Regions from separate parts of the Sus scrofa genome. Here region 1 is linked to region 2. A link is a contact called in public HiChIP or PLAC-seq data. All regions are on one chromosome and are shown on one strand. The core of a region is the stretch at or near the end of the contact, and the rest is flanking DNA. Distances in the headings are between cores, read along the strand shown. Region 1 has its middle 49 kb from the start of TGM2. Region 2 overlaps RPRD1B (regulation of nuclear pre-mRNA domain-containing protein 1B).

Region 1 (6,427 bases), core at 1,193-3,692, 140 kb before region 2:
GTGAGTGGCAGAGCCAGGACTTGATTCAACACCGATGCTTGGGACTCATCCTTAGACCAGCCTGGGTTGATTGCTGGTTCTTCAGTGGCCATGGGCCCATACTCAGAGGACTAGAACCCCCAGAGGCAGGCTGCTGTTTGGAAGAGATGATGCCCACATCTGGCTGATGAAGACATCGGCTCAATGGGCGAGGGTGGGTGCTAGGGCATAGGATCAGACGGGATTAAGATGGCAGAATAGAAGGACTGGAGCGCACCTTCTCGCATAAAAACAACAAGATTACAATCAAATGCTGAACGACCCTCAACCAAATGGACTGGAAACCTGCAGGCTTTGTCCCCTCAGCAGACCTGCTGTGCCTGGACAGTGTCATGTACCCAGGAACTCTGGCTGGGCGGAGCTCAGCCCTTTGAGAGTCCTTATCTGGCCACCTGGAGCACCAAGGGCAGAGTGGCATGGGGTCAGTCACACAGCTCTGGGGATAGAGGGACCAGGTTCCTACCCAGGGTTCATGGCTCATAGGATGTGAGTCCTTGGCCAAGTTAGGCTGCCTCTCTGTTTTTTGGTTTTATTTTTTTCTTTCCTTTTTTTTTTTTTTTTTTTTTTTTTTTTTTTTTTTTTTGTCTTTTTGCCATTTCTTGGGCTGCTCCCGCAGCATATGAAGTTCCCCAGGCTAGGGGTCCAATCAGAGCCATAGCCGCCTGCCGGAGCCACAGCAATGTGGGATCTGAGCCACATCTGCGACCTACACCACAGCTCACGGCAACGCTGGATCGTCAACCCACTGAGCAAGGGCAGGGATTGAACCCGCAACCTCATGGTTCCTAGTCGCATTCGTTAACCACTGCGCCATGATGGGAACTCCAAGGCTGCCTCTCTGTGCCTTGGTTTCTTCTCTCATAAAGTGAGAATCGTCAGACCTCAGAGGCTTGCCGTGAGTATTAGATGAGTTAATATGAGAAAAGCTCTCAGGCCCCTGGAACCTAGTAGGTGTTCATTAAATGGTATGTACTGTTTTACTTTGGCACAAACCCTACCAGCCCCTGATTTCATTACCCAGCAAATCATGGAGGAAATTTTTCCAGAGGACACCAAGGAATTCCCAAAGAATTTTTCACTCTTTGAATTGTGTAGATTCCCTAATTAGTTTTCTGGATCCCCAGTTGTCTCTCAAAAGCCAAAAGGAGCTGGTTGATTGACTTTTGCCCTGACCTGCCCCTGGAGGGGAGCCTGACGTGCTCCCCTCCAACCCTGCCCCCACCCCCCCAAAGATTCCCTGCTAATCCCTAAAGGCTGCACGGAGGACGCAGAGGTGCTGTGTCTGTGGGATCTTTTAAGAATGTTTGGGAGTTCCTGTTGTGGCTCAGTGGTAACAAACCCGACTAGTACCCATGAGGACTGGGGTTTGATCCCTGGCCTCGCCCAGTGGGTTAAGAATCCAGCGTTGCTGCGGCTGTGGCGTAGGCTGGCAGCTGCAACTCCAATTCGACCCCTAGCCTGGGAACTTCCATATGCCGTGGATGTGGCCCTCAAAAGAAAAGAAAAAGAAAAAAAAGAAGCTTACAGCCTGTTCTGATGGAAAGAAAACAGGGCTAACAAGACCTAAGTCTGCCAGCAACATGCCTGGGAATGCCCCACTGTGGCGGGAGCCCCCTTTATAAGCTCCAGGGATGGTGGACAAGGCGGGGTAGGAGGAGCAGGGTCTGGGCGTCAGGGACCTCACGTGACACTGTGGCCCTGCTGCCAGCTGCCTGCATGACCCAGGCAGGTTTCTTCCCCTTTCTGGCCCTCTGTCTACCTGTCTGTCTGTTCAGGTCATTGCGTGGATCCGGATCTTTCTCATCTTTGGAATCGAAGAGCTTTGAGTCCAGGCTTAACAACCTGGTGACTCCGAGCAGATGGCTGCCTCTCAGTTTTCCCCATCTGTCCAATGGGTTTGTCAAGCCTTCAGGACCAGGATGATAAGATCTCGGGGTCCCTGAGCCCCACACCGTGATGTTTTCCTTTCCAGAGGGGCGGCTGCTTTGTAAAGGAGAAATCCACTAGGGGGTGGCTTGGGGCAGAAGTAGGACTGAGTCCAGAGACGTTTAAGCACTTTACAGCTTACAGAGTGCCTTTTTGCCCCTCCATGTCTCTGTCTGATCGTCCCTACAGCCCCAAGGGAACAACAGTCATGCTCTAGGATGTCTCTGCTTCACAGAGGAAAAGACTGAAGACTGCAGAGGGGAGGTGACCGGCCCAAAGTCGCACAGCAAGGAAAGGACAAGAGAAAGGGACACCTTGGAATCTGGCTCGGGGTCTGGTCCCTGCCAGGCCCAGGAGAGCAAATGCCAGCCACCCTGAAGTGGGCACCCACAGTCTCACGTTTTCATGTTACCCACCTCAGACCCAGCCGGGGCAGCTGGCCGGTGTCAGGGGACAGGCTGCCCTCATGAAACAGAGATGTTCTGTTCTCTGCAAGCTGTGAACTGGCTTCCAGCCTAGAACAAACCCATCAGCCCTGAAACCCCACCCTCTCCCAGCTGCAAAATAGCCTCTGAGGCCAGAGCCGGGGGGCCCCCTAGAGAAAAAAACAAGGCCTCTTGCTGCATGGCAGGAATCCTGTGTCCCATCCCCTTCAGACTGGGGCATGATGGGGACCTGGGCGAACCACTGTACTTCCTCGGGCCTTATTTTCTCCATCTGTGAAATGGGGGGATTGGGATGGCCAGATGGTGTTGTCTGGCCTGCAGGACTCCTGGTCTGCCCTCCCAATCCTGCCTCCCTTTCTGTGTATGACCATCCAGCCAGGTGCCCAGGTGGAAACTTGCAAGTTGTCGTTGAACTTCCCCAGAGCCCCCAAATCCAGGCTGCTCATCTCTCTCTAATTTTCTGCTTCTACTTGACCTCTTCCTTTCCCAGCTGCATCCCAGCCTCCACCCCCTCTGCCCCGGATGGTTGTAACAGTATCCTTCCTGCTGACTCCTGGGCCCTTTTATCCATTTTCCACACAGAGAGGGATTTTTGCAAAATGCAAAATAAACCAGTCCCTTGGAGTTCCTGTCCTGGCTCAGTGGTTAATGAATCCTACTAGGAACCACGAGGTTTCGGGTTTGATCCCTGGCTTTGCCCAGTGGGTTAAGGATCTGGCATTGCCATGAGCTGTGGTGTAGGTCGCAGACACGGCTTGGATCCGGCTTTGCTATGGCTCTGGTGTAGGCTGGCGGCTACAGCTCCGATTAGACCCCTAGCCTGGGAACCTCCATATGCAGAGGGAGTGGCCCTAGAAAAGGCAAAAAGACAAAAAACAAAAATCAAAGAACAAAATAAACCAGTCCCAGCTTAAAACAGCTCAGTGGCAACGAGGACTCTCCAGATAGCCTCCCCCCGCAACCCATCGCTGGGATCCACAGAGTTCTGTGTGGCCAGACCTCCGCCCACCAGTCTAGCCTCGCCTTACTCCCCAATCTCCATGTTCTCTGAGTTTCAGCAACACTGACTTCCTTTCTGTCCCTCGGTCACTCCAAGCTCTTTCTGAGGTCAAGTTCTCCTAGAAGCAGACCTGGCAATGAGGATTCAGGTGCAGGCGTTCATGAGAGACACCACAGAAAAGGGAAACAGGACCTAGAATGGAAGGAAGCCGAGGCTCAACTTCAGACCAACTTCCCCAGCCTCTGCTTGATCACGTGGGGACCCCTGGAGGGTATTTTCACACCTCCGAGGCACTGCAGTCCTCTGCAAAACCTGCTGCATGAATCAGGGTCCAGGAGCCCAAGGGCAGCGCTTGGAGGAGGGTTGCAGGTGTGGGCCCATAGAAGATAATATCCTGGGAGTTCCCGTCCTGGCTCAGTGGTTAACGATTCCGACCAGGAACCATGAGGTTATGGGTTTGATCCCTGACCTCACTCAGTGGGTTAAGGATCTGGTGTTGCCGTGAGCTGTGGTGTAGGTCAAAGATGCTGCTTGGATCCAGCGTTGCTGTGACTGTGGTGTAGGCCGGTGGCTGTAGCTCCAATTAGACCCCTAGCCTGGGAACCTCCATATGCGGCCCTAGAAAAAGACAAAAATAATTTAAAAAAATAAGATAATATTCTGTATTATGAATATGTAGCAAACTCTCATCACTAAATTGTAACTTTTAAGAACTCCAACTTGAGGAGTTTCCATCATGGCTCAGTGGAAACGAATCTGACTAGTATCCATGAGGATGCAGGTTTGATCCCTGACCTTGCTCAGTGGGTTAAGGATCTGGAGTTGCCATGTGCTGCAGTGTAGGTCACAGAGGCGGCTTGGATCCCATGTTGCTGTGGCTGTGGCGTAGGCTGGCAGTTACAGCTCTGATTCGACTCCTAGCCTGGAAATCTCCACATGCTGCGGGTGTGGCCCTGAAAAGACCAAAAAATCAAACAAACAAAAAAACACACTCCAACTTGAAAATAGATAAAGGATCTGAGCAGGCATTTCTCTAGGAAAGATACATACAATGCCAATAACCTCGTGAAAAAATGCTCAACATCATTAGCCATCAAGGAAATACAAATCAAAACCGCTGTGTGATATCACTTCACAGTCACTAGGATGGCTAGAATAAAAAAGCCCAGTAATAAGTGTTGGCAGAATATGGAGAAACTGGAACCCTCATACATTGCTGTGGGAATGTAAAATTAAGCAGTTGCTTCGGAAGACAGTTTGGCAGGTCTTCACATGGTTAAGCATCAAGTTACCAAAGGACCCAGCAATTCCACTCAAAGAAATGAACACATAGGTCCACGAAAGAATTTCTACATGGAGTTCTATAGCAGAATTGTCATAGCTAAAAGGTGGAAGCAGCCCAAATATTGATCAACCAATGAACAGATAAACAAAATGTAGTGTAACCATACAATGGGGTATTATTCAGCCACAAAAAGAAATGAAGTTACTTCCTAACCTATTCTATAAAGCTAGTGTTACCCTGATACCAAAGCCAGATAAACGTTTCACAAGTAAAGAAAATTACCGGTCAATATACCTTATGAACATAAATGCAAAAATCTTCAATGAAATACCAGCAAACCAAGAGTTCCCACTGTGGCTCAGCAGGTTAAGAACCCAGCTGGTCTTCATGAGGTTACAGGTTCAATCTCTTGCCTCACTCAGTGGGTTAAGGATCCAGCATTGCTGAAAACTGTGGCATGTGGCTCAGATCCCACGTTGCTGTGGCTGTGACATAGGCAGTAGCTGCAGCTCCGACATGACTCTTAGCCTGGGAACTTTCATATGCTGCAAGTGTTACCCTAAAAAAGTAAAAAAACAAAAAAAATTTTAATTGAAAAAAAAAAGTACTAGCAAACCAAACACAATAGCACAGTAAAAGAATTATACAGTGTAACCAAGTGGGATTTATCCCAGAAATGCAAGGGTGGTTAAACATAAGAAAATTAATCAATATAATATACTACATTAATAGAATGAAGAGGGGGAAAGCATGATCCTATCAATTGCTGCAGAAAAGACATATGACAAAATCCAATAGCCTTTCATGACTTTTTTTGGTCATACCTGCAGCATGCAGAAGTTCCTGGGCCAGGTATCGAACCCACATCACAGCTGTGACAAAGCCAAATCCTTAACTCATTGAGCCACCAGGGAACAAACAAAACAAAATACAAAAACAAAAGCAAAACAATAGGAGCTCCCATCGTGGCGCAGTGGTTAACGAATCTGACTCGGAACCATGAAGTTGCGGTTTCGATCCCTGGTCTTGCCCAGTGGGTTGCGGATCCGGCGTTGCCGTGAGCTGTGGTGTAGGTTGCAGATGGGGCTCGGATCCCGCATTGCTGTGGCTCTGGCGAAGGCTGGTGGCTATGGCTCCGATTGGACCCCTAGCCTGGGAATCTCCATATGCCGCAGGAGCAGCCCTAGAAAAGGCAAAAAGACAAAAAAGAAAAAAAGAGAGAAAAACAGCAAAATACCATTTTGAAAACTAGAATAAAAGGAAGCTTACTCAATATGATGAATGGCATTTATGAAAAACCCATAACCAAGATCAAACTCAATGGTGAAAGACTGAAAGCTCTCCCCTGAGATCACAGGATGCCTGTTTTCACTACTGCTATTCAACATTTTACTGGAAGTTCTAGACAACAATATTAGACAAAAAGTGAAATAAAAATTGTCCAATTAGACAAGAAAAAGAGCAATTAGCTTTTCAAAAGAAAGGAAAGGCATCCAAACTGGAGAGGAAGGAATAAAGTTGTTTCTATTCACAGATGGCATGATTCCGTGTGTAGAAAATACCAAGCAATCCGCAAGAAAGCTGCTGGTGCTAATAAGCAAATTCAACAAAGTTGTGGGTTACAAGATCAACACAAAAAATCAGTTGTTTTTACACATCCTCAGTGAACAGCCTGAAAAGGAAATTAAGAAAGCAATTTCATTTCCAAAAGCATCTAAAAGAATAAAATAC
Region 2 (5,826 bases), core at 1,112-3,611:
CTGCAGCTCTGATTCAACCTCTAGCCTGGAAACTTCCATATGCAACAGGGGAGGCCCTAAAATTACCCCCCCCCAAAAAAACCAAACAAAAACAACAGCTGAAGTTTAGAGGCTTTTCTGGTACCTTTGGTCTTTTCCTTTTTGAATTCATCTTCTTTTATATCCTCATTCCTCATCCTCACTTCTGTGCTGCTATTTATGCTTCCTTCTACATGCCTTCTTTCCCACTTCTGTTTTCTCATGTGCATGACAAATATTAAGCAGCTTTCCTTCTAACCTTGCCTAGAGTTTAAGGCCAATGTCAACCATCTCAAAACGAATCACGATTCTACTTAAAGGAAAAAAAAAGAAAAGTAACACAAAGGAAGAAACCTGGTTTCCATCAAATACTCACCTTTCTTTACTAATGTATTCTTTACAACCAAGAATTAATTTTTTAATGCGACCTAAAATAAAAACCCCTCTTCTTTATAGAATAAGGTTACATCAGATGATGAATATCACTCACAGAACAAATGTCTACTGAGGAGTAGTTATGTTTCTGACATTGTAAGAGCAACCAAAGAGCACATATTCCAGTGAACTTTGGAAGACCCACTGAAGGCATTACATTGTTAAAAAATGGACTGTGTGCTCTATAATTCTCTTATGTTTTAAATAAACTTCTGACCAACTTAATATGTTAAACTATTAACACTTCATTTTTTCTTGGTCTATTCTAACTTAAACACAATGAGTTAGAACAGTCCCTTACTTATACCATTTCTCACACTCTACTTTAACTCTTTTTTGGCTGCTGTCCCCTCCCTCCCCCAACTAGAGTGGAAGCTCACTGAAAGAGGGCGCACATCCTGCTTTGTCTGCCTCCTGCCTGGCATGAGCTTTGCTGAAGTGATGGATGAATAAACAACTCAACTCCTTATAGAGTACAGAGCCTAACTCCCAGAGAGGGGCTCTGGCACCCCACTCCCATTGCTTCAGTCTTCTTTCACACGTTTGTCTGCTCCAGTCTGGCTGTTTCCCATTTACAAACATATCTCTCTCCCTCAACTGCTACCTCCTTTCACAAAATGGCTTTACTGCCTGCCAGGAAGTTCGGACTTAACCTTAAACCACAATCATAATTGCCAATTGTCTCCTTGATCCGTATTATGTACAATCGCTTGGTTTGGTTTTATGTTCACCCATGCTCTTTATTCAAGAATATGACTTCCTTGAGGGCAGAAACACAATCTCTCTGTGAGCCATAACTGTCTTCTACATCCCAGGGTCTGAATCATCCTAGACTCTTTGAATCATTATACTCCTTTCCACAAAATTTAGACGCTACCGAAAGATCTAACAAAAAACTCTCAAGGGAAAGAACGAAAAGGTATGCTTGTTAAATAAGGAAGACATAGACTTGACAAAAACGAACAAAAAAACCTCAAGTGTTAACAAATTAGAACTTTGGGAAGAAAAGAGACTCTCAAGTAAATAACTACACTTCCAGAGTTCTGAGAGTTCCATATTTATACACTAACAGTAGTGAAAAGATTAAAAAATAAAAGCAGATTTCACTAACATTCTGATGTATCAGTTTTAAAACAAGGATTGGAAGTGTTAAAAAATAAAGATATGTTGATAGTATACTTTATACACTGTCTTCATCAATAAGAGACTTTTGGAAGATTTAGAAGAATTCACAGTAATAATGCAACTTTCAAGTGGCACCAACTTAGCAAGTTTTATCAGCACCATAAAGATATAATGGAATTAAGACCACTCTATTATGGAAAGTGAGAGAAAAATCTTAGATTCTAGGGAACAGACCGTTCATACTTTTAGCATACATGGATAAAGAAAGAATTAAAGCCATCTCTTAACATCTTATATCTAGAGGATGATTTTTTAAATGCAGCAAATTTAGCTCCAATTTTACAATGAACAGTTTTGCTTGAGTGGCGATAAGACATGGTTTGGGATAAGAACCATTCAGAATCTGGCCTTTGCAGTGGTGGGACACACCTGTTCTGAAATTAAAGCAATGGAATTCCAATACCCAGATGAGTAAAGAAATTTGGGTTGGAAAGCGGTAAAACAGACTTGAATCTCTGACCCGTATCAATGACCTCTTGTGGCAATCTAGCAGACCACCGGTTCTACAGACACCAGAAAGATCCCCCAAGAAAAAGATGGAGGAAAGTGCAACTTGGAGAAAGGGAGACAAAGAGTTAATTCACTCTGCCAACCCAATCTCCTTCTCAAAGTCTCTGTCCTCTATGGTAGCTTGCCACGTTCCACCCAACAGCAGCTGCTCATGATAATCAATGTCTGACAGATCAGAGAAAGCCCTTAATGTGTCGCCAAGGGGCAGTTCAACAGATGGCATGGTGACTTACAACCAGAATCATTAATTACACTCTCTTATTAGTCCCAGGGCACAGTGCTGAAAATGCTTCCTCAGTGAAAGACGGGCATTTCAGATAAATGACCGTCTGGTACTGCCTGTGAAACTCCCTTTAGGATTTCTGGTCAGTGTCGATTTCTAAATCTGAGCCGTACTATTTTTACAGCCGTTTCCCAGCTTCCACTTTCAAGCTGGCTAGGAATATGAAGTTCCCACTACCACTACCCATCACAGCTCCTGTAATCATTGCAGGTAATGACGTGGTAAAAAGTGCCCATCCTTCATTTCCCTGCACAAGTCAGAGGAAAGGCAAATACAATCCTGTCAGCCCCTGAGAGAGCTGCATTCCCCTCCCCTCCCTGGTTTACTCTGCTGTTTCTTGTAATAGGTGACTGATTCTCCAACTCAAACCTGTTTTCCCTTCCTGTACCACTGGCTGCAACTCTTCTCCATGTCTCTTTGAAAAAAAGAAGAGTAGACACTCCTAAAAAGGAAGCCTAGCAGCTTGAAGCAAGTAAAAGTTCCCCAATGTCCACCCTGAAGATTCAGTTATGGCAGAGGACTAAGCACTGAAGATAAACCACCATGTAATTAATTAAGAAGCCAAGAAAAATGCATGGAGAGAAACTAGTTCTGAAGCCCCTCCTCAAGGGCACTCAGACAATGTCAACTCAGGGTAGAAATTTGTTCTTTCTCAACAGTTGGAGAATTGGGCTCCGTGAGCATTATTATGTTTATGTGGAATTTTAGAACAGACTGCAGACAGAGCTTGGAGGCAGACTACTTATTGGTCTTAGCAGGGATACAAGATGGATATAAATCTCGATATAAGCCAAAAGAAAGAACATTTTACCCATTTCCTGAATATTACCAAACAATCATTCTTTGGCTTTGCTGAGTGTCTCTTTACCTCAATCCACAACTTTTTTTTGTTTTTTGTTTTAAAAAAATTTCAAATTAAAGCAACAATAAGACCCTCAATGCTGTGATTTCAGACTTCATTGTTTTCTATATTTCCATTTGTTCTTTCCTGGATATATAAAAACATGACCTCAATTTTCAACTACATTCAAGTAATTACAACATCTGATGGATATTCTCATCTCGTGAATCTTTTTTTTTTTTTTTAAAGAAAAAAAGATGTTATTAAGGCATAATAAAAACCTCCTAATGTAGGCTATAGGAAAGGAAACTTGGGAAGTCTGGGTCTGCCTTGCAAGGTACTCACTTCTAGTTTTTTCTCCTTTTCTGACAAAACATCTTTCTGGTTCTGGGTGTATTCCACCAACATCCGAGCCAGCTGGCGTCGGTCTTCCAGTTCTGCCGCCAGGCGCCCGTTATATTCAGCTAGTAACAGACACGCTTCATCTACTGTTTTTGAAAGACGTTCAGCTGCCTCTTTGTCTAAGCACAAATGAGACCAAAAAAGAGAGACAATATACATATTACACAGGCGTAAGTGCAAACATTTTTGGGGGAGTAAGCAGTTTCTCCTCTGACATACAAGTCCAAGAATAAGCCAGAACCTGTAGACAAACAATGGACTGGCCCAAAATCCAAAGATCGCTCCTGTCAAGAAGACAGGACATTTCTGAATTCCCTTAAGTGAGGCAACTGTTCAAAGGGGAATCTGGCAAAGGATTTCTCAATGTCTATTCCTACAAAAGCTCTAAAATAAATAGAGATATTTAAGATCACATGTGAAATAATATTCGCCTGCCTCAGAAAATTTCAAAAGTACTTGCAATTGTATTGTTTCATTAAGTATTCTCTGCATAGCCCTCTGAAATACAAAAGCAAGCACTCATTTCTTGGGTGTGGAAATTAAGACTAAAGCTACATGACAGGATTGGTATCATGTGTTCTTCTGAGGAGTAGGACTCAAACCATGTCTCTAAAATGGACCCTTTTGATTCTACCTCTTATACTACACAAGCCTTGAACCTCCTTCCGCTCAGCAAAATAAAAGGTCTGATAAGAATAGAGGCTCTCAGATGATTCTGAATGTGACCTGTGCTAAGAAATACACTTGATATAAACATCATAAAAATAAAAGCAAAAGTTTTATAAGACATACTTTCCTAAGTGAATGTAGAGTGTTTTATCTTCTATCCCATTAAAAAAGTAAAAAATGTTGGTCATTACATACTAGACTGATTTCAGGTCCAATTAATGGGTTGCACCTCAAATTGTATGGGGGAAAAAACTGCGCTAAAGAATCAAAATAGGGAGTTCCCGTTGTGGCGCAGTGGTTAACGAATCCGACTAGGAACCATGGGGTTGCGGGTTCGATCCCTGGCCTTGCTCAGTGGGTTGACGATCTGGTGTTGCCATGAGCTCTGGTATGGGTCGCAGACGAGGCTCGATCCCGAGTTGCTGTGGCTCTGGCGTAGGCTGGCAGCTACAGCTCCGATTAGACCCTTAGCCTAGGAACCTCCATATGCCGCAGGAGCGGCCCAAGAAATGGCAAAAAAAAAAAAAAAAAAAAAAAAGAATCAAAGTGTAAAAGAGTACCCTTGGAAAGAAATGGTGAACAAGGCTCAACATCAGAAAATGAGAAGACAATGTATTTCAGAGAACTGACAGAATTAATTAGGTGTGAGTATGGTGAGACTAGAACTTTTAAGTGTGTATATACCTCATTTTAAAAAGGCCTTTAATGATCAAGTGAGATCAGTGCTTTAAAACAAGGCACTAGAGACTCCAGTAGTTCTTTGGACAAGCTAAAGTGAGTTACACAGCAATACAGATCCACTGCTCCTACGGATACAGGTCGTCAAGGTGAGAGCCTCAGCGTTACTGTAGGTAATGGGATTTAAGAATTCCCACCACAGCTTCTCGGGCAAACAGTCTTTTAGACTTTAGGATGCCTTCTCAATACACATACTGGAAGATGAACTCTAGACAGGTTCCCAATTAGGTCTGATGCCAAAGATCAGGTACTTCTAGGCTCCGCAGGGACAGGGAAACAAAAGAATGTTCTTGGTGAAGGAAGGGTAAGCCAAAGGGAACACGAAGCAAAGAGACAACGTCAGCACTGAGAGTAAAGAGGACAGCGAAACTCATTCTTCAAGATTGGTGGGAGGTATGGGAACAAGCTGCTGGGGTTGTGGTTGCTTTAGCTTTGTCACCGCCTCACTATTTTTTTGTAATAGTTAATTCATTAAAATGTTTTGGTGCCTGTGGCAGAAAATGGCAAGGAAAACACTAATTTTTGAGATTAAAAAAATCAATTCTCATACTCTAAGAAACTGTACAAGGGAGATATAACCCAGATAAAGCATCAATAATCACTTTACAAGCTATAGAAAAAGTGCAGTAAAAATGTAGTAGGAAGATGCTCACTTGGGAGAACTCACCTGTGGCTGGCCTCACACGGCCCCGTTACAGACAGTGGCCGTGAGTGTCTTTGCCCAGCCCTTCACTTGTGTAGGGGT

The links. HiChIP or PLAC-seq counts read pairs in DNA pulled down with a chosen protein or histone mark.
Region 1: a contact with region 2 is called in an H3K27ac HiChIP or PLAC-seq map of skeletal muscle, with 5 times the contacts expected there. The contact joins two enhancer-like sites. A contact is called at or near these places in 2 of 5 promoter capture datasets (fetal liver and liver), 32 of 47 Hi-C or Micro-C datasets (adipocytes, adipose tissue, alveolar macrophages and 18 more) and 2 of 2 datasets of contacts at active chromatin or transcription factors (alveolar macrophages and skeletal muscle).

Annotation. Positions count from the first base shown.
Region 1 is chr17:41,267,501-41,273,927 of Sscrofa11.1, reverse strand. No RefSeq gene overlaps it. Among named protein-coding and RNA genes, the nearest start is that of TGM2, 49 kb to the right of the region's middle. Within about 2 kb of position 2,442, at least 14 of the 83 cell types and tissues checked have an H3K27ac peak or open chromatin away from gene starts, as enhancers often do. A contact at or near this core is called in skeletal muscle, where this site is marked.
Region 2 is chr17:41,125,291-41,131,116 of Sscrofa11.1, reverse strand. RPRD1B (regulation of nuclear pre-mRNA domain-containing protein 1B) reads right to left here. Exons shown (of 7, transcript XM_021078140.1): 6 at 3,618-3,793. Among named protein-coding and RNA genes, the nearest start is that of TTI1, 34 kb to the right of the region's middle. Within about 2 kb of position 2,361, at least 7 of the 83 cell types and tissues checked have an H3K27ac peak or open chromatin away from gene starts, as enhancers often do. A contact at or near this core is called in skeletal muscle, where this site is marked.